2 separate regions of the Mus musculus genome follow, and region 1 is linked to region 2. The links are chromatin contacts, called in public Hi-C maps. All regions are on one chromosome and are shown on one strand. Each heading gives the region's core, a stretch centred on a gene start, on an enhancer-like site or on the middle of the called end of the contact. The rest is flanking DNA. Distances are from core to core; before and after follow the strand shown.

Evidence for each region. Hi-C and Micro-C count contacts between places; a contact is called where the count stands out from the background.
Region 1: a contact with region 2 is called in a Hi-C map of cerebellum, with 2.5 times the contacts expected there. The contact joins the enhancer-like site here to the promoter of Trhde in region 2. A contact is called at or near these places in 6 of 484 Hi-C or Micro-C datasets (brain, cerebellar granule neurons, cerebellum and 1 more) and 1 of 9 other capture datasets (adipose tissue).

Annotation. Positions count from the first base shown.
Region 1 is chr10:114,887,670-114,894,999 of GRCm38.p6, reverse strand. The region is part of intron 2 of Gm40767 (a long non-coding RNA gene); the gene reads left to right. Among named protein-coding and RNA genes, the nearest start is that of Gm31182, 15 kb to the right of the region's middle. Within about 2 kb of position 4,084, at least 5 of the 459 cell types and tissues checked have an H3K27ac peak or open chromatin away from gene starts, as enhancers often do. A contact at or near this core is called in cerebellar granule neurons and cerebellum, where this site is marked.
Region 2 is chr10:114,798,974-114,806,138 of GRCm38.p6, reverse strand. It overlaps Trhde (TRH-degrading enzyme), which reads left to right and starts at 3,837. Exons shown (of 19, transcript NM_146241.3): 1 at 3,837-5,620. The coding sequence starts at 4,716. Gm15723 (predicted gene 15723) reads right to left here and starts at 4,413. Exons shown (of 2, transcript NR_155864.1): 1 at 3,876-4,413.

The sequences.
Region 1 (7,330 bases), core at 2,835-5,334, 89 kb before region 2:
ATCGTGCATGACTGAAGCTCTATATCTGCTAGATAGCAACTCTCCGTTCCTTTTCTCATCTCTGGTCCTGACAAATGCTATTCTACTGTCTTCTTTTATTAGTGTCATTGTCTTTGCTACCATACAAAAAAGTGAAATTGAACAGTGTTTGTCATTGCGTGGCTGGCTTATTTCACTTAGAATGAATGATGTCTCCAGTTCCGGATGTGTTATGGGCTGATGGTCTTTCCTCCTCAAAGAATGGGTGTTTCATTCAGTTATACATAGTATGCCATGCACTCACTCACGATAGGACATTTTGCGATGTCACCATTCAACCTCTGAGAATAGAACTGCAACCAACATGGTGTGCAAATATCTCTTGAAGGCTGTCTTCAAGGTTTTGGAGCTATACTTAGAAAAGAGTGTCTCTCCATTTAGTTTGATGCTGGCTACTGGTTTGCTGTAGATTGCTTTTATCATGGTTAGGTATGGGCCTTGAATTTTTGATCTTTCCAAGACTTTTATCATGAAGGGGTGTTGGATTTTGTCAAATGCTTTCTCAGCATCTAACAAGATGACTATGTGGTTTTTGTCTTTGAGTTTCCTTATATAGTGGATTACGTTGATGGATTTCCCTATATTAAACCATCCCTGCATCCCTGGGATGAAGCCTACTTGGTCATGATGGATGATCATTTTGATGTGTTCTTAGAAAAGAGGTTGCTAAGCCAGTAGTGGAGTAATCCTAATTTTTGGAGTGGATCTTTTTTGTTTGCTTTCCAGAGTGGTTGCACCATTTATAACTCCACCAGCACTACATGGTTCTTAATTTTTTCATATCCTTGCCAGCACTTCTATTTTCCTATTTGTTGATAATGGATATGATTTATGTATCAGTATGCTAAAATATTAATTCAGTCTTGCCTTTTAGTGAGTTGTTTTCTTCTCTCTCTCTCTTTTCTTTCTTTCTTTTGTTAACTAACCATGTTACAGGAGTTGCCTAGTACCTAGCTCACAGTAGGTGCCCTTTACCTCTTCATTATGTTAACTCCTGTTATAAGGTAAGTACCTGTCATAGCTTGAATAGTTATGGCCCCCATAGACTCATGTGTTTGAATGCTTGGTCCATCAGGAGCGACACTAGTAAGAGGTGTGGCCTTCTTGTTGGAGGAAGTGTGTGACTGTCAGGGTAGGCTTTGAAGTCTCCTATGCTCAATCTACATCTAGACACAGTCTCCTGCTGCTTTCGGATCAAATTGTAGGACTCTCAGCTCCATCTCCAGCACCATGTCTGCCTGAATGCTGCCATGTTTTCTGACATGAAGCTAATGGATTAAACTTCTGAAGCCGTCAGCCAGCCTCACTGAGTTGTTGCCTTTAATAAGAGTTGCCCTGCAGGCTAGAGAGATGGCTCAGCAGTTAAGAGCACTGACTGCTGTTCCAGAGGACCTGAGTTCAATTCCCAGCACCCACATGTTGGCTCACAACCACCTGTAATGGGATCTGATGACCCCCTTCTGGTGTGCCTGAGAAGAGCATCAGTGTATTTACATACATAAAATATAAGTCTTAAAAAAAAAAGAGTTGCCCTGGTCATGGGTGTCTCTTCACAGCAATGGAAATCCTAAGACAATACCCCAAACTTTATTTACTGGTCATGCCTCTGCTACCAAGTTTGGAGAGTTCTGATCTTTCAACATTAGACATAACTAAGGGTCACCATTATTCGTGTTTGCAGCTCATTTGATTGCCTTCTTATAATTATTTCATCACTATCAAAGCCAAGTTTTTTTTTTTTTAAAAATCACATAACTATATTGCCTTGTACATACTTATTTCATTTTGAAATAAAGTGGTGCCAGGCGGGAGGGTGGAGAGGGAGCTCAGCCATACAACTATTGCTAAGCCTTCGTTAGGTTCTGGGTTCAATCCTCTCAACCAAAATAAATAAATAAATAAATAAATAAATAAATAAATAAATAAGTAAGTGAAAGTTACATGTTGACTAGTGTTTTTATGTATAGCAAACATGCCTATAAGACACTATTTTACATGTGATAAACTGAGCTTGACAATTGACAGCAACTCATGGAGAATAAAGAAACTTGCTGAAGGCAGTTGGGGCCACTTGATTTATTGAACAGAGTGTGATGGAAATAAGACTTCTACCCTGTCTCTGTTAGTGATATACTCTCAGGTTCTCAGCGTTTTCTATTACAGCTTGCTAAAGCACACCAATAAATCTCTACATTTTACTTGTGGTGATATTTTATCTTTCTCTCGGACATATGCTTGTATTTGATCCTTTTGAGAATTTTTAAAAGCCTGTCTCCCTCATAAGATTGCCTATTATAGCTGAAGACCATGTCCATATAGAAAATGGGAAAAGGACAGCCAGGTTCTTACATAAGGCCCAGTCACATTAGTTTAGATCAAAAGTGCTTATTCTATTTTTCGGTCTTGTGCCACCTGATAGTTGAATATGACTTTAGGCAAACCAAGAAAGCATAAGCACTCACAGACAGTCAAAAGGCCACAGTTGAATGTCTTATGACTTGAATTGAACCATGTCTTGAGGGGCAAACTTAGGCACCAAATGTCAATGTGCACTCTAGGGGTACTTGTTTAGAAATAGTTGACTTAATACCTGAGTTGGGCCCAAAGTACAAAGAATTATTTCATCTGTTTCAGTAGAGTGCTTTAAGATAAGCCTCCCTTCCTAGGTGTGGGTTGCTGGCCAGGAGACTGACTTGGCTTCATTGGAAATAGCTCTGCTCCCAGGCCAGGGACTCTATTTTCTTCATCAAAAGGGGTTTTCCTCTTAACAAGTCCTCATTACTATTTAAACACTGTGTCTCTCTAAAGGTTCTAGAATAATTTAGGAATGAAGCCAGAGGGCAGAGTTCCCAAAGCACTTTTGGCATGTTTTTTTGGCTTCAGGAAAAGATGGAGCTGTCAGGAACCCCAAGGATATTTCTGACTTCTAGTAAAAAAAGGGAGAGAGAGAGAGAGATTGGTTACTTCTTTGCAGGGAGGGGTGTCTTTACCGTAAACTGCCCAGCCAACTCCTACCCCCTGTTCTTATCCCTCGTCCTTCTGATGAGGTAGCCCCAAGTGTCAGTATGAAGTCAGGATGATGATTGATTGAGTGTGATTTTGGGATACCCAATTTAGTCAGTGGGTCAATCTAAGACCCCAAGTATTGATATACGGAGGAAAAAAAGGAAGGACAGTCATTTTAATATATAGTAAGAATTCAATATTTATGAACGTGATTATGAAAGTAAAACCTCAACACAAAAACAGAGTCATAATTATTCTGGTGAAATGTTTGTGCTACCCTTGTGAACAAGAGAATTCCTAAAAGAAGCTGTGCCTGTCTGTCAACAAAATCTCCTGGAAGGAGTTTATGTCTGCAGAGACTGACTGCAATTTCAGTACTGTTGAGAGACTGGGATTTTGTGAGTTCACATCAATGCCTAATGCCTGTGTTTTGCTATTTGGGGTACTCACCTCCCCAACAGTAGGTCCTCAAATTTTTCCTGCTTCCTTTTGAGATCACACCGGTTTCTTCGTGGATAACTCTGGGGAAAGGTGTCCGGAGATCTTTGGATACCAATAATTTTTGTCTTTTTGATGTCTGCTCCTCGGGAGGCATAGAGGAGCACAGCCTCTCATCGGTCACTGGCCATCAAAATCCCTTCTGTTGCCCACTCTGTTGTCCCATATTTTGCCACATGGGTCATAAATGAGCATCTCTGCTTAGATCCTGCATCCCTCACCTTGTTTACAGCTACTGCACTTTCTGGTTTTTCTGAGCATCTGTGATCTGAATAATGCTCGCCTTCCTGCATCTCCAAGCCAGCAACCTCTACCTTCCTGACATCCCCAGACTGACTTTGTTGTTTACTGCGCATAATAGACTATCCTCTACTTTGTTCTGTTGGGAAGACTCACAATCTCAGTTCCACGGAGTCAATCTTCTGCCCTTAAAGCCGTGCCTTGATGTGAAAGGACTGGCTTTCTGGAGATGAGGGACAGACGGTGGCGAGTGCGACTATGTATTTTGCCCTCACTTATCCTGATAACAGGTGGCTCAGTCAGCTTGGGTCTTCTTGAGGACACTCTCTCAGGCCTCCCTCTGACCATATGCACTCCGGTCCAGATGGTGACACGATTCCCCAGAGTACTGAATCAACTAACAGGAGATGGCAGGGCTATGCTAATTTTGCCCAAGGTCTAATACAGGCATGGATTTTTTTTTTTTATTTTACTTTCTAATTTTGGAGAAAGGAACAAAGCTTATGTGAAAATCATGTTCACAATGTGGCTTTGAGTTCTCTCACAGGAAGTCTAAAGTTTTGTGATTAAATTAGCATTCATAAATGCCAAGGCAAGAGACAAAATTAATTTGTCTTTACTGTTGAAAAAAAAAAGATATGACTTTGGACCATCGGATGTAATAGGTTATTCACTTCTTCTATCTGATTTCCCTTTGCATCTTGCTATATTAAGAAAGGGCCAAATGTATTTATTCTGCTAAGATATATCGGGTCGAGATTCACCTTGGTGAGACGTGGAGGCAAGTTACTTTTGCCAAAGGTTAAAGTGCCTACTTCTCACTGTATTGCGGAATTAACTGACTTTCAAATAATTATGGCTTACAAGGACAGTGCATATTTGCCCAAATTGATCTCAGCTTGTCCGTGTGCTTTCTGGAGCACGTATGCAAGTATGGATTAAATCCTCCATGAGGCTTAAAGGTCATTGACACTGAGTCATTAGTTAAGAAAGCCAGAATAAAAATGTTCAAGATAGCAACATGGGCATGGTTACATCTTTCATTTTCTTTCTCTCTCTCTCCCTCTCTCTCTCTCTCTCTCTCTCTCCCTCCCTCCCTCCCTCCCTGCCTCTCTCTCTCTCTCTCTCTCTCTTTCTTTCTTTCTTTTTTCCTCTTTTGAGACAGGGTCTAACTGTGTAACCCCATGATTGGTCTGAAACTCACTATGCAAACCAGGCTGCCCTCAAATTCACAGATCTCCATTTTCCAAATGTTTAGATTAAAGCACGCCAACACGTCTGAGTTATTAAAAACAAAGAAATATGACTCTTCTAAGGACATTTATAATGTGTATAAAGGAAGGTTTTTCTAGGCGATTAAAACAGGTTTATTATGTAAAATTTAAACTAATATTTTAAATATAGAATTTGTAAGATCTTGTTAAAGATTTTATTTATTTATTTATTTTAAAGATATTTATTGTTAAATATCAATTATAAATTTTAAGGGTATATGTATCTTTGGCCTATATAAAAGTTTTTGAAACACTCTTCTCAGAAGGCACGACATAACAACATGACATAACTTTGAGTGGTCCCCTGTTTTCCATGTGTTTCAACTATGTTCAATATGTTACATTAGAGATTAAGTAAGTGAAAAGATAAGAAAGAGTAAGTGAGGGCATGGTAAATAAACACAGAAATAATATTGACCAAATAACATTTAATATTTATTTTAAAAAATGTTTAGTTTTTTTTTGTGAGCTATAGCTTCACATCAGGCTGGTTTATAGTTAAAAATTCTGATGGTTACAGATCCCTCATGCTATATATGTATGTATATATACCACCAATTTCGGTAGGCTTTTTTGGGGGAGATTTTATATATATATATATATATATATATATATATATATATATATATATATGTATATATATATATATGCACATATACATACATAATATACATACCACCAATTTAGTTAGGCTTTTTTTTTATGGGTCATTTTGGGAATTGAACCTATGACCTTGTGCATTCAGGAAAGTGGCACAAAAGTGAGCTATGTACATAGGCCAAGGGTAGTATTTTTAAAGGGGAAAATCATGACCCTTCTATAAATATAAAGGCAATATATGTCAAAGATTTCATTTAACTCAACAATTAAGAGGAGTATCAGAATGGGATTCTACTAGCCAGAAGAGATATAAACTTTAAGACATTTCCTCATTGTACAAAAAAATATCTAAATTTGTTTGTATGCTTAGATATGATTTGAAGTGCTGTGGGCAATAAACTTACTACTGTATGTCTTCTGTATAGTATAGATAAAGACAAATAAAGGTAGAGATTACTTTAAGGGAAAATTGGCATCAATTTTCTTGCCTCACCTCCATCTTTCTCTTTTCCTTCTTTTGCTATTTCAAACTCATACTTTTTCCTGAGACATGCATAATCTGTAAATCCTATTATATTACATACATGCACATATAATATATGTTAATATACTACATTTATCCACATATGTGTGTAAGACACATTACATACATATATAATATATGACATTTTCTATATACATATGATATATCATATACACATATAATATATATGATTCATTATATCATATACATATATAATATTGCATATACACGTATACATATATATCTAGTACATATAGGGCAAAACAGCCCCCTATACACTTAATAGGAGATAGTCCTTCAGATGAATACCATGGACAAGGGGGTCTTTTTTCCCCTTCCTCATTTAAGAGACAGCTTTGTTTGCCAGTTAAGGACCAGCGTTTCTTATTTTCTTCCAATTTCTCTTTTACCATATAGCTTGTTGTCTCTCCAAAAGCTTATCGTGTCCCTGGGATCTGAAATAGGAGAGACACTAATGTCTACATGTTCTATCACAACAGTCTCTTGTCCTGACTCTTGCTCTAAGAGAAGATAGAGGCAGCAGACATAAGCTTGTTGAAGTCAGCAGTTCACTATGCCATGAAGCCTGAAACCCCACTTCAGAACTAAATCTGAGATCAGCCTTCTCCCAGGAAACCTCTAGTCATGAGTCCTAAGAATCTGATAGCAGTATAATCCCAAACTCCCCTTAACCTTACACTTCATGTCTCTCTTGATGTCTGCCCTAAAGGCTCAGCAACCCTAGGCCTTTGCCTCCAGGTTCTTACTTTATTCCTGCAGCTCACTTCTGTTGGCATCTGCCCGAAGGCATGACCATCCTCAGGCCTTTGCCTCCAGGTTCTTTGTCTTTTCAACTCCTTTCTTTATAAAACAAGGATCCTAGACTTTTATAAGATGATGTTTTTGAGTTTGTAATAATGTTTGCCCTGAATGCTTTGACTGATAGATATTTCAGTAACACTGAAACCCTACAGAAAATGAAAGAGTAGAAGATCATAGTCCTAGAAGAACTTATCTGTTGAAAATTGTGACCCCTGATTATGTCCAATGCATAGTGGTCAGCCTTTCAACTACATACACACAAACAACAAAAATAGACTCAGCATGTTACACACACACACACACACACACACACACACACACACACACA
Region 2 (7,165 bases), core at 2,588-5,087:
CTATTTTGGATTTTAAGATGCTGTTTTTCTGCTGCCACATGGGGGCGCCACTACAGCTGGGGAGCAGAGATTTCTGCCTTGGACTGTCAGCAAGGGTCTTTTAGCTGCCTGTGGTCTTCAGAAAAGGATTGCAGGCCTAAGCACGCCAGTCTTTTTGACTACCAGTGTAGCGGCTTGCTTGGTTTACAGTCTCCTGTGCATTAGCCAGTACAGTTCTTACAATGTCATTTTCCTCCTTAAATTTTTAAGTTGAATTTTTTTCGTGTGTGTATGTATGTGTGTGTTCATGTTCATGTGAACATGTGTGTGCATGTGTGTGGAGGCCAGAGGTTTACTTTAGGCACTGTTCTTCAAACACGATTCACCTATTTTTTATTTATTTATTTATTTATTTATTTATTTATTTTTATTTTTTGGAGAATGTTTCTCATTGCCCAAGAGCTTGCCAAGTAAGAGGCCAGGCTGAATGGCCAGACAGGCCCTGAACTTCCTCACCTCTGCTTCTTCAGTATTGTAATTTGCAAGTATGTGCTACTATGCCCAGCTAAAATAGGTCCTGGGGATCCAACTTAGGTCTTAGTGTTTGCAAAGTAGGCCACATTACTGATTGAGCTTGTCTCCCCAGCTCAAATTTTGTTTGTCTTTCATGGAGAAGATTAAAAACCTCTTGGCAAAATGAGGAAATTAGCTCCCGAGGGCTGAAAGGTACTTCCTCGAGCCCTCTGATATTAACACATCAAGAAACTGAGTTGATTAAGTAAGTGGAATAGGATCACAAAAGGTTGGGAGGGTTGAGTGGGGACGTAGCTCTTTCTTCTGAGCCACACAGTTTCTGGACATGAAGAAGCTAATCACACTTTCAGAGATGGAGTATGCAAGGGCACTCAAGTTGTGCATGTTCATGCAAATCAGTGTGGGGACAAAAGGCAGTGCAAGTTTAAACAACCAAGGAGCACAGACCATCGCTCCCTGCAAGACAGTTCATTTTGATTATCGACAGGATCGGAGTGTAGATTTGATTAAAATCAACTTCTGGTGGACTTCATGACTTTTAAACATTCAGATTATATTCGCTTTTACAAGTCCCCAGACCTAATATGGACAACATTTTAATGACATTTATTAGTTAAAGAAAAAAAAAAACCAGCATGACTTTCTCACAACAAATAAATGGTTCTTGCTAAGTGTCAGACACTGAGAAGGTGCCTCCCTTGTGAAGAACACAGCCTGATTGTAGCATCACAGTAGCCAAACCTTTCTCTAATCAAGGGACTTAAATGCTAATGACAACTTTTAAACCAAGTGTTTGTGGTTAATTCCTTCAATATTCCTCTTAGGTTCACAACCTGAAACTTTGCCTGTTCTCTGCTGGTTTTGGTTTGCAGTAGGGTGAACATTTTCTTGGAAGATAATATAAAACTTTATTCCACCAATGCATCTTTCTCGGGTTCTTTACACTTTCAGACGTCACAAAAGGAGAAAAAATTCACTTTATATTAACAGGAGAGAAACACATATTTACTTACTTGATCTTTGATACTCAGTTTATTGGGTAAAGCCACACAAAACGGGAATCAATAAGCTAATAAGTTGTGCCCACTTCATGTTAATAAACTTGAATTTGCTTCATTTGTGTCTCAAAAACAATCCATTTGCTAATTTAATCAGTCAGGACAAACATTTCTAATCAGTAAGTGATCTGCTTTTTTTTTCCTCTTTTCTTTCTTTTCTTTTCTTTTCTTTTCTTTTCCTTTCCTTTCCTTTCCTTTCCTTTCCTTTCCTTTCCTTTCCTTTCCTTTCCTTTCTTTTCTTTTCTTTTCTTTTCTTTTCTTTTCTTTTCTTTTCTTTTCATTGCAATGGTTTTGAGAGTTACCTAACAGTAATCTTCATGAGTTCTTGGAAAGTAATGGCCTTGTAGCCTGCACGACTAACATCACGTTAGAGACAGAAAGCCTCAGAGACCCCCTAAGAAGGTTGTTTCTTCATTAGGCAGGGGGTGCTTAGACTCGCAGGACTCACTCTAGAAGCTGCTAGCTATCTGTGTCCCTTAGGCCAGGGTTCCTGAATGTCTAGACCAGAGCCCTGAAGTACTAAAGAATATGGTGTACTCTTGGAGTCTCAGGTGCTCTTTTGCCTTGCTAAACCGTATTTCCTAACTTTGGGGAAACAATCTAACCCCTCAGCTCTCAGCTCCTAAAATGCACATAGCCAGACCCATATGAAAAAAAAAAAAAAAAAAAAAAAAAAGCAAGAACAAAGATGGTTCAAAACAGAGCAGAAAAAAGTAACTGGGACAGAATGTGGCATTTCCCCTGGTCTGTTGCTGGCGGCCCACATACAACATGCTTAAAAATACCCACCCTGGCACCCATCTTCCTTATTTATGATGATGCAAGTGGACATTTAGAAAGCATGGTATTGAGCAAGTACCCTAGCTAGGGATGAAGGGAAAAGAACTTCTGCAAGCAAGACTCCCAGTTTAAAGTTGATGTTGTGTAACTGAGCTCCTCTTATTGGCCAGGCTTTAACAATATCATTTTAAGCCTATTTTTCACTACCCCAAAGCTAATAGTCTCTCTCTTTCTCTCTCTCTCTCTCTCTCTCTCTCTCTCTCTCTCTCTCTCTCTCTGGAAAATAATGATGGTGATGATTTCTTAAATGCAATCTGGATTTAAACAAACAAAAGAAACATGTAAAGAGACATTTCTTCATTTTTTTTTAAATTGACTGAGCCAGTCATTAACTCTTTGTCGCCTTCGAGGCGGCTGTCTTTCTAAGCATTGTTTTAGTTACAACTCTATCAGCACATTTTGAAGTTTCGATAGCACACCCCCTCTACTCTAGTGGAGAGAACTCCAACAAACTCCTGAGAGTCCAAAGGCGGCCAGCAGGCTATATATGTCCTGTGCTTTGATGATTCTTGCTGTTAGCGTACACTGGGGGTTCATAACTGTTCTAATGAAGTTTAAACACTTTTCATGATGATACAGGGGAGTTGCAAAGAAGAATTGTGCCTAGGTGAAGTAAGACGCTGACAAGTCACGTGAGTATGGATTGATACACTGTCCTACTAATATCCAAAGTCATGGGGCCTCCACCCTCAGTTTTCCTTCCATTCGTTTCTGAATATTGTATTGTGGGCATCATGTTGTAATGCTTTCCCCAATCTCAGAATAAAATGCGTTCTATGGGGAATCCTTCTCTTGTCTTTAGTCTTTACTTACGGAGGAGGACTCTACTAGTTCATTGCTAGCCATTATTTCTGACTGCACACCTAGCTTCACTACACTGGTGTAATATATGCAGCCAGGCTTTGGAGAATTTATTTCAATTTACATACAGTCCTCTAAATCCTCTGGCGAGCTTGATGTGTGATCTGACACTGCCTCCCCAGCAGGCTCTGCCTTTGCTCTTGATGCTAATAGCCCAAGGCTCCAGTGGTCCCTCTGGGGAATCCGCAGTAGGGCTAAGGAGTCGGAAGAGGGGTGACTGCGGGGCTTGTTGCGCCGAAGATTTACAATGTACTCTTGCAGGCAGCTCAGCAACCCCCTCTGTGGCTGTGGGTGTCTGGTGTGACAGAGCGGAGAAAAGCTCTCTCTAATCTCCCAGTGCCTGCCTCTGTCGCTAAACCTCTCTCCTCCCTCCTGCCTTCCCTTCCTCCTCGCTTGCTCCCTCTCTCTGCTTCCCGTTTCTCCGGGAGTTTCAGTCCCTGAATGCAGCTGGAGTACCCTTGGCAAAATCTACACCCGGAGCCCGTGTACACACACACATACACGCACACGCGCGCACACACGCGCACACACATGCACACGCGTTGGCACACACGCACGCACTTCAGTTCTTCCCCCGGGGACGCGGCTCAGACCTTCATCTACCTGAAGTGGACACCCCGACCGGACACTTCTTCACTTGTCTTCTCTGGAGGGCAGAGCATCATCGGAACGCGGGAGGCTTGCTGCCCAGTCCGCAACCTCACGCCTTTTACCGCCACCACTGCTTAAAGTGTCCAGGGTGGAGAAGGCTTCTTCAGGACGGATGCTCCGCGGCCGTGGGACTTCCTCCGGCTAGCTTACTCCAGTCCTTTCCTCGGTCCTCTGGTCCATCCTCTCCTCTTCCACTGCGGGGTGGAAGGCTCCAGCGCCTTCCGGGCTGCCGCCGCTGCCACCGCCGCAACTGTTTTGGCGAGCACATCCCACCCAGAAGACGGAACAACGCTGCCAGAGTGCGGGGGGCTGGTGAAGCCCTAACTTGTCCCCCGACTCAGTCGCTCTCCCCAGCGCTCTCTGTCCTCTTGGCCGAGCCGAGGAGAGAGCAACCGCCGCCGCCACCCTGGTAGAGTGCGGCGCCCGGGAGGACAGGCGAGCCGCAGGCGCACAGGGGCGGGGGCGGCGTGTGCCCGGGCGCCCGGTGCTGGCCCGACGAGTAGCGCGCACCCGGCGAGCGACACGCTTCCCAAGTTGGGGCGCGTCCCAGAGCTGGTTGCCCGGCTATCCGCAGCTGTTGTCTGGAGAGAGGCGGGGCTGATGGGGGTCGTCTCGGTCGTCACTAGCCTCCAGAGTCTGTCTTGAGAGAATCTGAGCTGGCCTCCCTAGGGTCCCAGCCGGCGTCGCGCCCTCCGCCCGCGTGCGGTCTCCAATGACTGCGCTGGAGGTGGCCCGGGTGGCCCGCCCGCTAGGGGTGTCGGAGGGGGCGGGGGAAGAGGAGGAGGCGGTGTGATGGCCCTGGACGGCGAGAGGGGGGAGCAAGAGGAGGAGAAGAAAAAGAAGAAGAAGAAAAAGAAGAGGAAGAAGAAGGAGGAGGAGGGGGCAGAGAAGAGCAGTTCACCCTTTGCGGCCACCATGGGAGAAGACGACGCCGCGCTCCGGGCAAGCGGCAGGGGGCTCTCGGACCCGTGGGCTGACTCGGTGGGAGTGAGACCCCGCACCACGGAGCGCCACATCGCAGTGCACAAGAGGCTTGTGCTGGCCTTTGCCGTGTCCATCGTGGCACTGCTGGCTGTCACCATGCTGGCCGTCCTGCTCAGCTTGCGATTCGACGAGTGTGGAGCGAGCGCGGCGATGCCTGGCACCGACGGTGGCCTCGGGGGTTTCCCCGAGCGCGACAGCAACAGCAGCTTTCCAGGTTCTGCCCGGCGCAACCACCACGCGGGTGGGGAATCCTCTCAGCGTGAGAGCGGCGAGGTGGGCACCCCGGGGACCCCGTCTGCCCAGCCGCCGTCGGAGGAAGAGCGGGAGCAGTGGCAGCCCTGGACACAGCTGCGCCTATCCGGCCACCTCAAGCCGCTGCACTACAATTTGATGCTCACCGCTTTCATGGAGAACTTCACCTTCTCTGGGGAGGTCAACGTGGAGATCGCGTGCCGGAACGCCACCCGCTACGTGGTACTGCACGCCTCCCGAGTGGCGGTGGAGAAGGTGCAAGTAGCTGAAGACAGGGCGTTCGGGGCTGTCCCGGTTGCAGGCTTTTTCCTCTACCCACAAACGCAGGTCTTGGTGGTGGTATTGAACAGAACCCTGGACGCGCAGAGGCATTACAATCTGAAGATTATCTACAATGCCCTGATAGAGAACGAGCTTTTGGGCTTCTTCCGCAGCTCCTACGTGATCCACGGGGAGAGAAGGTATGGAGGGAGGCGGTGCCCTGTGCTGCCCCACCCCGCCAGGCGGCTCGCACTGCTGAGTGAGCGCCGGTGACCTCCGGGACCCAGTTGGCTTCTAATATCCAGGAGCCCGGGGTTAGGGAAGGAAGCCAAGGTGAGGTGGGATGGTCCTCTCGAACCATAGGGGTCTCTCTGATGCCTGGCCTCTCACCGTTTGCTATGTTCACAAACTCAGCAATGCCAAAAGATGAATACTGCTTTTCCTCTAGGTCGGACCTTTCTCTTATAGACTGGTAATGAAGCCAGGCATTTGGGCTTTTGCTTGTTTCTCTAAAGGTTGCAGTTCAGTTCGTAAAGGATGATAAATGTAGAAAACAACTTCTCAGGTTACAGTGGAGGGAAATAGTTGATAACCAAAGAGCAGGAAACAGAGTAACCCAGCTCTCAGGTGAAGTCAGACACGCCCCCTCCCCTTCACAAGCCCACCTCCCTTGACTATGGGAGATTCAGAACAAGCCCCGGCTTTGGCTTTGTAAAGTTTTCCCAAATTGCAAGCTGAGATTTTGAGCACAAAGAGAACTTGCAAGGAAAGGTTGGCAGGGGCAGGGGCAGGGGCTGGGGGCTGGGGGCTGGAGTGGTGGTTGCGATGATCAGAATCAGAGAGAGGGACCTCTGAGGCACTTTGATCTCTCCTGAGAGTTCCTGGCTCCATTTGATTCCTCAGCTGCTACCAACAGAAGTGACTACACCCAGAAGGGAGGGAAAGCTTGCAGTTAGTCTCCAATGCCTTTGCTGAGTTAGATTTGGACTGCCTCCTAGTTGCTTTTTGAAAGACTGGGACTTCAGAACCAACAATTCTGTGTCCAGGTTGCGCCACAGTTCTGATAGTTGTGAAAGTTTGAGGAAAGGGTCGAAGTTGATGATTCTAGCCCATGATTGATAGGTGCTTCTAGTCCTGACTGCTCGCCCACTTCTGGTGAACTACATTCTACTTGGTCCTTATGGGGTTCATGCAGCCGGCACCACTCTATGTTACAGGTGGGAAAATAGAAGCTCTGGAAAGTCATCATTTGACATAGATCCCCAAGTGAGACCCAGATAATTTGGCCCCAGAGCTCATATATTAAATTCTAACTCAGTGATAATAATAGTATTACTCTCTCCATTATAGGATCGATTAATATGGTCTTGAAAAGCACATCACCCAAAACCAAGCCTGCCTTAGAGCGCTTCAAAGTTCAAGTGCGTGTCCTGCGGTAGTAAGCCGGTTGAATGAATGTATGAATGAATGAATGAATGAATGAATGAATTTTGTTTTCATTGCATTTAAAATAACTTCGCTTAATTAAATGACTATAAGGCAGACAAACAACCAGATTGAAGTCATAAATGAAACCATCACCTATAGGTAGCATGATGATTAGTAAGAGGTAGAGCTTCCTTTGACACTGAGTCCCTTAACAGCAGGAAGCTAAGGCTCAGAGCAGCCCAGGGCACCTGAGGTCAACAGACTGTTGTCAGAGAATGGGAACTTGAACTTTGGCTTGCCCAGCCCTGCACCACAGC